Regions from separate parts of the Mus musculus genome. Here region 1 is linked to region 2. The links are chromatin contacts, called in public HiChIP or PLAC-seq maps. All regions are on one chromosome and are shown on one strand. Each heading gives the region's core, a stretch centred on a gene start, on an enhancer-like site or on the middle of the called end of the contact. The rest is flanking DNA. Distances are from core to core; before and after follow the strand shown.

Evidence for each region. HiChIP or PLAC-seq counts read pairs in DNA pulled down with a chosen protein or histone mark.
Region 1: an H3K4me3 HiChIP or PLAC-seq map of bone marrow-derived macrophages shows a contact between it and region 2, with 4 times the contacts expected there. The contact joins two enhancer-like sites. A contact is called at or near these places in 1 of 15 datasets of contacts at CTCF or cohesin (large pre-B cells), 1 of 484 Hi-C or Micro-C datasets (pro-B cells), 6 of 115 datasets of contacts at active chromatin or transcription factors (bone marrow-derived dendritic cells, bone marrow-derived macrophages, embryonic stem cells and 1 more) and 1 of 9 other capture datasets (adipose tissue).

What each region holds. Positions count from the first base shown.
Region 1 is chr9:21,233,131-21,239,345 of GRCm38.p6, forward strand. Keap1 (kelch-like ECH-associated protein 1) reads right to left here and starts at 6,202. Exons shown (of 5, transcript NM_016679.4): 1 at 3,941-6,202; 2 at 258-943. The coding sequence starts at 4,579. Within about 2 kb of position 2,406, at least 64 of the 459 cell types and tissues checked have an H3K27ac peak or open chromatin away from gene starts, as enhancers often do. A contact at or near this core is called in bone marrow-derived dendritic cells and bone marrow-derived macrophages, where this site is marked.
Region 2 is chr9:20,993,538-21,000,393 of GRCm38.p6, forward strand. No RefSeq gene overlaps it. Among named protein-coding and RNA genes, the nearest start is that of Mrpl4, 5.8 kb to the right of the region's middle. Within about 2 kb of position 3,769, at least 27 of the 459 cell types and tissues checked have an H3K27ac peak or open chromatin away from gene starts, as enhancers often do. A contact at or near this core is called in bone marrow-derived dendritic cells and bone marrow-derived macrophages, where this site is marked.

The DNA of each region.
Region 1 (6,215 bases), core at 1,156-3,655, 240 kb after region 2:
ATACCAGAGCACTACCACTGAACTACATCCCCGTTCAGATGATACCTTTTAAAGTAATTATAAATTGCACAATATAATTCACGTATTAGAGTAATTCCTACTACCCCCAGTGTGCAGCGGTGGTTCCTGTAGGTTTGGGACAGCCCCCTCCAGTACTTCCCAACTCTGGACACTGAGAATGAACATCCCAGCCGCTCAACCTCATATGAAGGCAGGGACAAGAACAGGTACCGTCTCTTTGGGCCCCCGGTGCTCACCTCTCCACGCTGCTGTGGTGGATGCAGCCGTGGGAACCCCCGACTGCGTAGATGTGGCCATCTATGACCCCCACCCCGATGCGGTTGCGTGGCACGCTCATAGAGGCACAGGGCGACCACTGGTTGGTCATGGGGTTGTAGCAGTCCAGGGCGCTGGAGTCAGTGTTGCCATCCGGAGAGTTGTTGCGGCCGCCCACAGCGTATAGCAGCCCACCCACCACGCAGCCTGCCAGCCCACTGCGCGGCACCTGTAGATCGGCCAGGCGCAGCCAGGAGCCATTGCTCGGGTTGTAGGCCTCCAGGTAGCTGAGCGACTGTCGGAAGTAACCGCCCGCTGTGTAGATGAGGCGGCCCACTTTGGGCGCGCGGCAGGGCACTGCCTGCGTGGGCTTGTGCAGCGTGAGCTCCTGGAATATCTGCACCAGGTAGTCCTTGCAGCGCGCGTCGGCCTGCAGGATCTCACACTTCTGCAGCTGCGTCTGCAGGAAGCGCGGCGTGAGCGCATGGCAGCGCACGGCCCGCAGCAGTGCCTGCACGTAGAAGCGCCGCTGCGGGCAGTCGTATTTGACCCAGTCGATGCACGCGTGGAACACCTCGGACTCGCAGCGTACGTTCAGATCATCCCGGCTGATGAGCGTGGCCAGCTGGCAGTGTGACAGGTTGAAGAACTCCTCCTGCTTGGCCACCTGCAGGGAGCTCAGGTGAGAAGGGAAGCCCTCCATCCAGGCCGAGCACCCATACACCGGGGGTCACACAGGCCACACACTGTGGACTCTTTAGGCTCCTGTATTGATTTTAGTTTTAATTTTTTTAAAAAAATATATATATAGCTAGGTGTAGTGGCACACTCCTATAATCCCCCATATCAGGGGAGGCAGAGGCAAGAGGATGTCTGAATTCAAGGCCAGATTGGTCCCCATAAGCCAGTTCCAGACCAGCTAGGACAACATAGTAAGATCTTATATCAAAATAAACAATTGAACCTAGTCTGGCCTTTAATCCCAGCATTGGACTAATATTCACTTGGAAGGGAGAGGAAGATGTCTGTGAGTTCCAGGCCACCTGTTCTACATAGTTTTTAATTACATTTACTTATTGGCTTATTGTGTATGTGTGTGAATGTACTCATGTCTGATGGGGGGGGGGTCTCACCTTCCTGGGACTGGTCTTCTGGCTTGGCAGTGAGTGCCTTTACTAGCTCAGAAAGGCACTGGGTTCTTAATTTGTTTATTTGTTTGTTTGTTTATTTAACCCCAGGACTCATATGCTGGAAGAATCAACTCCTGCAAGTTGTCTTCTGACCTCCACATGAACTGTGGCACACACATTGCCCCCTAAATCAATACAATACAATACAATTTTTAGATTAATAAAAATAAAACATAAAATGACTGGCAGTTTACAGCTTGGCACTTGTTTTTTTTCAGATGTAGGAATATTTTACACAAATGATGAGACACCTAAGGAATAAGAGTATGGTATAAACAACTTCACTCGAGCCATCAAGGCCCATGTCAAGTCTCAGCACTTGGGAACCTGACATGTGAGAATCTTGAGTTTCAGACAAAAGCCAAGGGCCATGACAACCTGCTATCTCAAAAATCTAAATAAATAAACAAACTACTTTTATGCTGGTCCATATTGACCTTACACAGCTTCAAGGCTCTCTCTCTGTGTGTGTGTATGTGTGTGTGTGTGTGTTTGTCTGTGTGTAACTGGCCTGGAACTTTATGTAGAGCAGGCTGGCCTCACAGATCTGCCTGCCTTTGCCTACCCAGTGCTGGGATTAAAGGTGTGCACAGCCACACTTGGTTTATGTGAGGTGGGCATGGAACCCAGGGCTTCACGCATGCTGGGAAAGTGTCCTAGCAATCCAGCAGCACATGGGCCCTCTGAAGATGGTATGCCCTATGCACAGTGTGCCTGTGCGGTCACTGCCACCCATCTGGTGAGGTCAGGTGTGGACGGCACATGGTGTTCAAAAGCCTTGGGTGCACTTCAGAGTTGGTGATATTCAGAATGCAGTCGTGTCCAGGGGACTTTTCTAGTCACTGCCACCCAAGAGCAAGGCTTTCCCCAGCACTGTCCCATTACTTTCTCTTGCAGACTTCCTGCACTGAGAAACGAAAATGAAAGCAATACCAAGTGAACCCAGGGAAAGCCAAGCAAAGCTGGAGCCTGCATGGGTGAGGCTGGCGGGTGCTGGTGCCTGCCTGCTCATCACACTTTGCCCTGCTCTGGAGGAGATCAAGACAGGGTTTCTCTCTGTAGCCCTGGCTATCTTGGAATTCCCTTGGTAGATCAGGCTAGCCATGAACTCAGAGATCTGCCTGCCTCTGCCTCTGCCTCCTGAGTGCCGCCACCACCACCACACACACACACACACACACCACTTTTTTTAGACAGAGTCTCGCTGTGTAGCTCAGGCTGGCCATCACAACTTTTAACCCCAGGGAGATCAGGCTGCTGAGGCACTGGGAGGGCACATCTTTACCTATTCCTAAGGGCTCTCTGTATTTGGATTAGGGGCTCAGAATCTGAGTTTTTGGGCCAGCAATGTGGCTTTGTGGGTAAAGGCACTTTTCTGCCAGGCCTACCTGAGTTTAACCTAGAAACGTATATAAGGTAGCGAGAGCCACCTCCTGCAATTTGTCCTCCGACTTGCACACAAGATCAGTACATGTATACACACACAAATAAATATAATCTTTTTTTTTTTTTTAACTTCTTCAGAGTTTGGTGTTACTCAGCACTCAGAAAGTGACAGCAAAGACAGGACTTAAAACAAAACAAAACAAAAAGCAACTTCAATAGCCAGGTGTGGTGGCACATGCGGCCTTTACTCCCAAAGGCAGGAAGATCTCTGTTAGTTCAAGGCCAGGCTGGTCTACACATTGAGGTCCATGACAGACAGGACTGTTACCCTGTCCTGAAAAACAAAAATAAATAAAACAAAAAAGCTTCAGCTAAAGAAGACTGTCAAGCCAGGTGTGGTGGCGCACGCCTTTCATCCCAGCACTTGGGAGGCAGAGGCAGGCTAATTTCTGAGTTCGAGGCCAGCCTGGTCTACGGAGTGAGTTCCAGGACAGCCAGGGCTACACAGAGAAATCCTGCCTTGAAAAACCAAAACCAAAATAATAATAATAATAATAATAAGAAGAAGAAGAAGAAGAAGAAGAAGAAGAATACTGTCAAAAAATAAGACCACAGGTGCTCACAGTTGAGGGTACTACTGGCCTCTTCCAGAAGACTCGAGTTCAAATCCCAGCACCCACATGGCAGCTCACAACTGTCTGTAACTCCAAGGTCTGACACCTCACACACAGACAAACATTCAGACAAAACGCCAATCCACAGAAACTAAAGGCAAATAATTTTTTAAAAAAGATTTAAAAACAAAAGTAAAATCAAGTTCCGGGGCACTGCTGGCCTCCATTCTATTAAGTATTGGGAGGGCGAACGTCTGTAACTACAGTACTCGACAGACTGAGACAGGAATCAGGAATTTAAAGTCATCCTCAGATACCCAACCAGATTAGGGCCAGCCTGGACTACATGAGACCCTATGGGAGAAAAGAAGGAAGGAAAAAGAAAACACCCAACAGTTTTCCTCCAGCCTGTCGCAGGGGAGAACGCCACGCTGGCCTATCCCACTTCTGAGCCCAAAGCCCGGCTTCACTCACCTCCCCGAAGTGCATGTAGATATACTCCCGGGCACGCTGGTGCAGTTCAGTGCAGCCGATCTGCTCCGCGAAGTTGGCGATGCCAATGGCGTTGCTGGGGTCCAGCTGCTGCACGAGGAAGTCGCTGCAGGCTCGAACCACGCTGTCAATCTGGTACATGACCGCCCCGTTCATCACGTGCAGGACACACTTCTCGCCCACGGAGATGGAGGCCGTGTAGGCGAACTCAATAAGCCTTTCCATGACCTTAGGGTGGATGCCTTCGATGGACACCACCTCCATGCCCTGCTCCCGAAGCCCGTTGGTGAACATGGCTTTAAAGACTGGGCTGGAGGAGGCCAGCACCACTTTGTGAGCCATGAATTGGGCAGCTGGGATGTCCTCATATTTGACCTGCAGGGTCACGTCACAGAGTTGCTGGCTCAGGCGAAGCTCGTTCATGACGCCAAAAGCCTGCTTGGTGTGATCCTCTAGTGTGTAGCTGAAGGTTCGGTTACCGTCCTGCGAGGGCGTCACCTCTGCCTTGCACTCCGTGGAGGCATACATCACTGCGTCCCCGGCCCCCTCGGGGCACTTTGACCACAGGGGCAGGAACTGGCTGCTGCGGGGAGCCCCGCTAAGCTTGGGTTCGGGCTGCATGGGGTTCCTGATGACAAGACACAGTTCCTCTGCTAGCCGTTAGGGGCCTGGAGGGAGGGAAGAGCACAGCGCTGGGAACAGAGGCTGGGTTAGACCAGACCCTGCCACTTTATTTTATTTTATTTGAGACAGGGTCTTACATAGCCTAGGCTGGCTTCCAACTCACTATGCAACCAAAGCTGGCTCCTCCCGAGTGCTGGGATTACAGTATGTGCCACCATGTCCAGCCAGGCTTCTTTTTTTGCAAGACTAAGCAATGATATCTAAGTGCAGATTTTGCCAAGCCAAGTAAACTGGACACAGCCGGCTCCATTCAAACTAACTTCTCAACTCGCGGGCCTTCAGGGCATATCATGTTCCTTTTCCTGCTCAGAATCACCCAACACCTTTCACCGAGCCCAAGAATGGAAACCCCAAATCGTCAATGGCCTGTAAAACTCCACACCCGCTTTCCAACCTCTTCACTGTTCCAGCCATCCTTCCCTCCCCTTGCCTTCGTCCAACATGTCAGATTCCTTTCAACACCACACCAACATTTACAGAGCCTGCCATTTATGTATTTGGGACTGCTCTGAGCTCCAGAGACACAGCGAGAAGACAGAAAAGGCCTAAAAATAAAGCAAGGTCTGTATAGGAAACACTAAGCGAACACCAAGCTCCTGGGGCAAGAGAGTGTGCAGCATCTGGAACACCCACGGGGAGGGATTCAGGAGACCCTTGGAGACCTGGGGCCAGGGGAGGAATTATGCTTTCAAAGAAGATGTGGGGAGACAAGAGAGGGTCTGCGTCTGGCTCCCCAGGTTCTGGGCTCAGCCTGGAGTCGCGACTCCGCGTGTTTTGTCTATTAGATCACCGTGGGGAGGGGGGGGATGAAATGCTCCAGGGGCCCCAGCTAGTGAGCGACTGTCACGCGTGACCACACTGCCGGAGCTCGGGCCTGGCATTGCGCAGGGGGCTGTGCAGCGGCCGCCCGGTACCCGGCGCCTGCTCCAGCGGCCTCCCCACCGCTCGGAGGCGCAGCCCTGACGCCGGGAGAGCCCGCAGGGCCTGGTCCCGGGCCGCGGCCTGGAGCGGCTCACTCACCCCGCCATGGCCGCGCTCTGCCTCCGCCTCCGCCGCGCGGGTCACGGTGACTAAGCACAGCGCGCCACCCTGTCACAATAAGAGTCCCGGGGCGCCGGCCGCGGGCGACCCCTACCTCTACTCGCCGCGGCCACCACCCTACGAGGGCTCACGGGCTCGGCGGCGGGGTGCGCGCTTGGAGAAGGGCACGCGCTTCCCCCCACCGCGTGCACGGCCCCACGCGCGACCGCGGGCAGCTCCCGGAGCTGGCTCCCCACCGCATCCTCCGCGGGCGCTCGCTCACCTCCGTCCCACCCCCCCGGGTGTCTCTGTAGGTGCCACGCGTCCAATCCGCGCCGCCGGGCCGCCACGCGCCGCGCTTCCGGGAAGAGAGGAGGGGGACCGGAGTGGGGGTGGAGGGCTCGGATCGGGGCAGCGGTGCTGCGGGGTCCCGGGCGGCACGCGTGGGAGGAGCGGGAGGGCGGAAACGGGCGGCGGGTACGCAGAGGCAGTTCCAGCCCTTCCTGCAGGTGCCGGGCGGAGGGAGCAGGGCGTGGGTCTGGGCGGCCCTAGG
Region 2 (6,856 bases), core at 2,519-5,018:
TGGAGCTGAAGCAGCTAGGGTCCCTCCCCAGTGTTGCCAGGGACAGGAGAGGAGTCCTCACACAGGTCCTTACCTGGGCTGTCAACTGTGACCCAGGGAAGGCTCCCTGCAGCCCTGTCCCCAGGCAGGAGATCTTTGAAGAGCCCCAGACTACACTGACCCCTCACCCCATTCCCTGCAGGACACATCAGGTGGCAGGTAAGTCATTAAATGACTACTTGACATTCCTCTGCGGGACATGAAAGCAAGATTTCCCCAGCACAGGCAAACATGCCAATCTGCCTGGGAAACATCAAATGGGAACTGGGAGTGGTGGTGCTAGTCTGTCATCCCAGAATATAGGAAGCTGATATAGGAGGATTCCTATGAGTTCAAGGCCAACCTGGATCAACTTGATCCCATTTAAAAAAAAAAAAAAAACAAAAGCCAACAACAACCAAATGAACCTGTGAACCCAGAAATGGGGAGGTAGAGGCAGGAGGATGAGGTGAGGCCTTTATTAAGGCCAGTGTATGGGGGTGGGTGGGTATGGGGGACTTTTGGTATAGCATTGGAAATGTAAATGAGCTAAATACCTAATAAAAAATGAAGAAAAAAAAAAAAAAAAAAGGCCAGTGTAGGCCACATGAGACCATGTCTCAAAATAAAAGAACAGAAAGGGCTTGCCACAAGCTTAATGAGCCTGAGAATCAACTCCCACAGGTGACCTCTGACCTCACATGTGTGCTATGGCCTGCATATCTGCACACATAAGTAAATGTAATAAAACTGTAAGGTTCATATATACACATGTATTATGTTAAGTATAAGAGTGCCTACTTGTGAAACATATGGTAATGTCTTTAATTTTTCACAAACTAGGGATGCAAGAGAAGGCACAATGGGTAAGGTACTAGCCACACAAGCAAGACCAAAGCTGGGTTTGGTGCCACACCCTTAACCCCAGCACTGAAGAGGCAGAGGCAAGAAGATTTCTTAGTTCCAGGCCAGCCTGGTCTACATAGTGAGTTCGTGGCCAGCCTGGGCTCTATGTGAGACTCTGTCTCAAAAATAAGTAAGCTGAAAGTGACTGAGGGAGACAGTGTAGGGCAATCTCCGGCCTCTATGAACAGACACAGATGCACACCTTGTGTGCCTGAAGCTACACATACCTGCTCAACCACACAGATATTTCCTACAGCAGTTGGGAAAGAGACTTGTGGTTCTTTGTGGTAGCCAGAGCACACTGTCCAAGAGACAGAGTTTTCATTCCCTCAGTAGTGCTGGGCTGGACCCTGGCCTAGGGCCCTGTGTATGCTGGACTCCTGTTCTGTTTTGTTTTGGTTTGGTTTGGTTTGGTTTTTCGAGAAAGGGTTTCTCTGTATAGCCCTGGCTGTCCTGGAACTCACTTTGTAGACCAGGCTGGCCTCGAACTCAGAACTCTGCCTGCCTCTGCCTCCCGGGTGCTGGGATTAAAGGCAGCGCCACCACACCCAGCTGGACTCCTGTTCTTTATACTTTGTGTCTGCCCTGTATTTGTTAATGTATGGGGGCACACTGGGCATGCCACAGTGCACACACGTGGAGGTCAGAGGACAACCTGCAAGAGCTGGTTTTGTCCTTTCCACCACGTGAGTCTGAGGGATTGAATACAGGTCGACAGACTTGGCACTGGTACCTGCTGAACCATCTTACCCTGCCCTCATTTCTGTTTTGTGAGACAGGCTCTCACACTGCAGCTCAGGCTGACAGACTACTCATTAACTATGCCAGGCTGGCTCAAACCTAAGGCAGTCCTCTGTCTCCTCAGTGATGGGGCCACAGGCTGGTACTACCACCTGCAGGTCCTTTTGTATTTGTGCAGTGTTCTTTGACAGATGTGTGAATAAGGCATGCTAGTGCACACTTGTAAGCCCAGCACTAGGGAAGTAGAGGCAGGAGAATTTGGAGTTCAAGACCAACCTGAGCTAAACAAGACCCTGCCCAAACATGTAGTACATACACATGAAGAATGGGAGAGAAACAGACAAGACCAGTGAAATTACATAAAATGAAGCGTTAAAAAGCTTTTTTTTTTTTTTGGAAAATTATTTTTAGCTGTAGTGGTGCATGCCTTTAATCCTAGCACTTGGGAGGCAGAGGCAGGTGGATTTCTGAGTTCGAGGCCAGCCTGGTCTACAGAGTGAGTTCCAGGACAGCCAGAGCTATAGAGAGAAACCCTGTCTTGAAAAACAAAACAAACAAAACAAAAAGAAGAAAGAAAGAAAAAGAATATTATTTTTAAGAGCTAGGCAGTAGCGGCTAGCACCTTTAGTTGCAGCACTTGTGAGGAAGACCCAGGGGTTCCAGACCAGCCTGGTCTACAGAGGGAGTTCCAGGTAGCCAGGGCTATACAGAGAAACCCTGTCTTGAAAACACAAACGAGGGGCTGGAGAGATGGCTCAGCAGTTAAGAGCACTGACTGCTCTTCCGAAGGTTCTGAGTTCAAATCCCAGCAACCACATGTTGGCTTACAACCATCCATAATGACATCTGACTCCCTCTCCTGGTGTGTCTGAAGACAGCTACAGTGTACTTACATATAAAATAAATAATAAATAAAATCTTTAAAAAAAAGAAGAAAACACAAACGAAAACATTTTAGGGGGCTGGAGAGCTGACTCAGAGGTTAAGAGCATTGGCTGATCTTCCAAAGGACCCAGGTTTAATTCCCAGCACCAAACGTGGTAGCCCACAACTATCTGTGACTCCAGTTTCATGAGATCTGACACCCTCACACAGACATATAAGTAGGCAAAACACATAAAATAGAAATAAATTATATATACAAAAATTTGGGGTTGTTTTGTTTTTCCTTGTTTTCTTTTTGTTTTTCGAGACAGGGTTTCTCTGTGTAGCCCTGGCTGTCCTGGAACTCCCTCTGTAGACCAGGCTGGCCTCGAACTCAGAAATCCGCCTTTGTCTGTCTCCCAAAGTGCTGGGATTAAAGGCATGCACCACCGCTGCCCGGCAAAAATTAGATTTGTTTTCTTTCACGTGCGTGAGTGTTTTGCCTGCATGTATGTCTATGTACTATATTCATGAGGTCCCTGTATGTCAGAAGAGGATGTCCTATTCTCCGGATCTAGAACTACAGATGATTGTGAGCCACCATGTAGGTTCTGGGAACTGAATCCTGGTCCTCTAGAAGAACAGCCAGTGTTCTCAACAGCTGACTCATTTCTCTAGCTCCTAAAAAAAACTTTTGAATCACAAAATATTGGGGCCGAAGAGAGAGGCTCAAGGAGTAAGAAAGACTGCTTGCTGCTCTTTCAGAGTTCTTTGGATCCAAGTTAAGTTCCCAGGCCCCACAGTAGGTGGCTCACATCCATCTATAACCCCAGTGCCTGGAGCTCCTTTGCCCTCTTCTGAGCTCTGTGCTCACTATACTCCTGTGTATAAAGAACCACACTTACACACATAATTAATAAATAAAAATGGCCAGGTGTGGTGAGACACACCTTTAATCCTAGCACTCAAGAGGCAGAGGCAGGAAGATCTCTGTGAGTTTGAGACCGGCCTGGTCTACACAGGAAGGAAAGCAATGCAAAAACCTAAAAATACATTAAAATGAAATAAAAACCACAAAGTAAGTGAACAATCAGATACAAATCAAACCCACAAGAGGAAGGCATCACTGTTCAATAAAGGGACTGTAGGAGACGAGGCCAGAGTCGGGGGGAGTAGCTAAGGATGCAGAGAAAGGGGAACTCACCACTGGGGAAAATGAAAATGAGCAGGGTTTATATATATGGAAAACAGAAAGAAGGTTCCTCAAAACACTAAAAATAAAACGGACATATGACTTTGCTATCCCACACTGGGGTACGTGAGCAACGCATATTAATTTGCTGTGTCAAGGAGATCTCTAAACGTCCACGTCTGTCTGTCTTTATTGCTCATCCTAAAATACATTTTACATTATTATATGCTTGCATGATGTGAGAGAAGCACGTACATATTAAGGGATTCAGAAGACAGCGTTGTGAGGGTGGTCGTCTCCATGTTTACGTGAGTTCTGATGAAGTCAGGCTGTCAGGCTTGTGTAGCAAGTGCCTTACTCACTGAGCTCAGCTCTCGATTTTTTTTTTTTTTTTTTTTTTTGAGAAAGGGTCTCATGTGATCAAACTAGCCTGTAATTCACTATGTAGAGCCAAGGCTGGTCATTTTTCTTCTGCCTCTGGAATTAACAAGTCTGTATCAACACACCCAATTAATGCAGTGCTGGGCACTGAACCCAGAGCTTCACGCATGCTAGGCAAGCACTCTAGCAACTGAACTACAAACACTGTGACAACTGAGTGATAAGCACCATGTCAAAAGAGCTATAAGCACTACACCAACTAAGTTATATGCACTAGATCAACTGAACCACAAGCACTGTACCAACTGAGCTCTTTTCCCAGGTTCCTTTCATATTTATCCCAGCCAATAAGTGGAGTTAACTGAGGTGTCCTTTGACAGATGAAGGGATAAAGAAAATGTGCACATTGGGTGTGGTTCTAGAGGCCCATAGTCTCTGTTATGCCAGAGGGTAATACAGGAGCAATATAATCAAGAGCCCCAGCCTGGAGGCTGGACAGATGGCTCAGAGGCTAAGAGAACTGGCTGCTGCCAGGCAGTGGTGGTGCACACATTTAATCCCAGCTCTTGGGAGGCAGAGGCAGGGAGATTTCTGAGTTGGAGGCCAGCCTGGTCTACAGAGTGAGTTCCAGGACAGCCAGGGCTACACAGAGAAACCATGTCTTGAAAGAGAGAGAGAGAGGGAGAGAGAGAGAGGGAGAGGGAGAGAGAGAGGGAGAGAGAGAGAGAGAGAGAGAGAGAGGGAGAGGGAGAGGGAGAGGGAGAGGGAGAGGGAGAGGGAGAGGGAGAGGGAGAGAGAGAGAGAATGTGTGAGAGTGTGAGTGAGCTGGCTGTTCTTCCAAAAGTCCTTAGTTCAGTTCCTACTAACTGTATGGTGGCTCATAGCCATCTATAATGAGATCTGGTGCCCTCTTCTGGCTTGCAAGCATACATGCAGGCAGACTGGATGTATATTTTTTTTTAAAAATATTTATTTATTATTATATCTTAAGTACACTGTAGCTGTCTTCAGACACAGCAAAAGAGGGCATCAGATCTCATTACAAGTGGTTGTGAGCCACCATGTGGTTGCTGGAATTTGAACTCAGAATCTTCGGAAGAGCAGTCAGTGCTCTTAACCATGAGCCATCTCTCTAGCCCCCTGGATGTATACTTAATAAATAGAACAAAGGGGGAAAGATGCTGCATGGCTTCTTAAAAAAAAAAAAAAAGAGGCCAGCCTGGGCTACATAGTAAACCCTAAGGCCAGTCACAGTGGCAATGCTTGTAGTCCCAACATTGGGGAAGCTGGCCAGTCAACCTGGAAGCCAAACCAAGACCCTCAGATTCACTGGCCAGCCAGCCTGGCTGAATCCAAGAACTCTAGACTCACTGAGAGACCCTGGGTTTCATAAACTAAGGTAGAAAAAAAAGTGGGCAATGGTGATGCATGCCTTTAATCCTGGCACTCTGGAGGATGTGAGTTCAAGGCCAGCCTGGTCTACAGAGCAGTTCCAGGACAGAGAAACATTGCCTCAAAAAACAAAAACAAACTAGCTAAGGTGGAGAGGACAGAGCAGGACACTCACTTTGACCTTTGTGCATAGGTTTCCTGTCCACCCTCGTACCCACTCACACACTAAGAATAGAAGGACTAGAGAAAGGATGCCAGCACCTGAGAGGCAGAGACAGAAGGGTCTCTCAGCAGACCACAGCCTGAAAGGAAAGGGAAAAGAAGGAGTGTTATTCAGCCCTGTTGTTATACATGGTAGGCGATATTAAATGTAAGTGACCAGACGGAAACACACATGTTCTCTTTGGTGAGGAAAATAAAAGCTGAATACAGACAGGCATGGTGATGCACGCCTTTAATCCCAGCACTCAGGAAGAAGAGGCAAGTGGATCTCTGTGAGTTTGAGATTGGCCAGCCAGAGCTACGTAGTAAGGCCCACTTTTTGCACTTACAAAGACTTGGATTTCAGGTTTGTCAGGAGGACTCCACAGGTAAAGATGCTTGTTGCCAAGCTTCACATCTGACTTTAAGACCTAGGATACCAAGCCGGGCATGATGGTGCACACCTTTAATCCCAGCACTCGGGAAGCAGAGGCAGGTGGATTTCAGAGTTCGAGGCCAGCCTGGTCTACAAAGTGAGTTCCAGAACAACCAGGGCTATACAGAGAAACCCTGTCTCAAAAAACCAAAAACAAAAACAAAAACAAAAGAAAGAGAGAGAGAGAAAGAGAGAACCAATTCCCACAAATGGTCTTTTGATCTCCATACCCACATGTGTGCCCCCAACACAAATGAATGAATGAATAAAAAGATAAACAAACAAATACCAGTAAGAACAAACCCCCAAAACACTAGGTTCTTGGGCCAATGAGACGGCTCAGTGGATAAAGGTGCTTGCTACCAAGTCTAACAACCTGAGCTTGATCCCTGGAACTTATCTAGTGAAAGAAAAGGACTAACAACTCAACATCACCTTCTGACCTCCACATCTGCAGCTTGGCATATGTATGCCCACTCTCAACTGCACATAGAAAAGGCACTGTTGGTTAGAATAAATCCTTGTTTTCTTTGTGGTGCTGGAGATAGAACCAAGGGCCTCATGTATACTTGGCTACCACTGTTTAATAGTTAATTAGTAAATCTAATAGTATATCCTAGAAATGTTCAAAAATATATCAGTGAGGCTGGGGCTCAGTGGATAGGGTGTTTGCCTAACAAGCAGGAGGCCCTGGACTCCAGCCTCAGTACTACACGAACAGCACA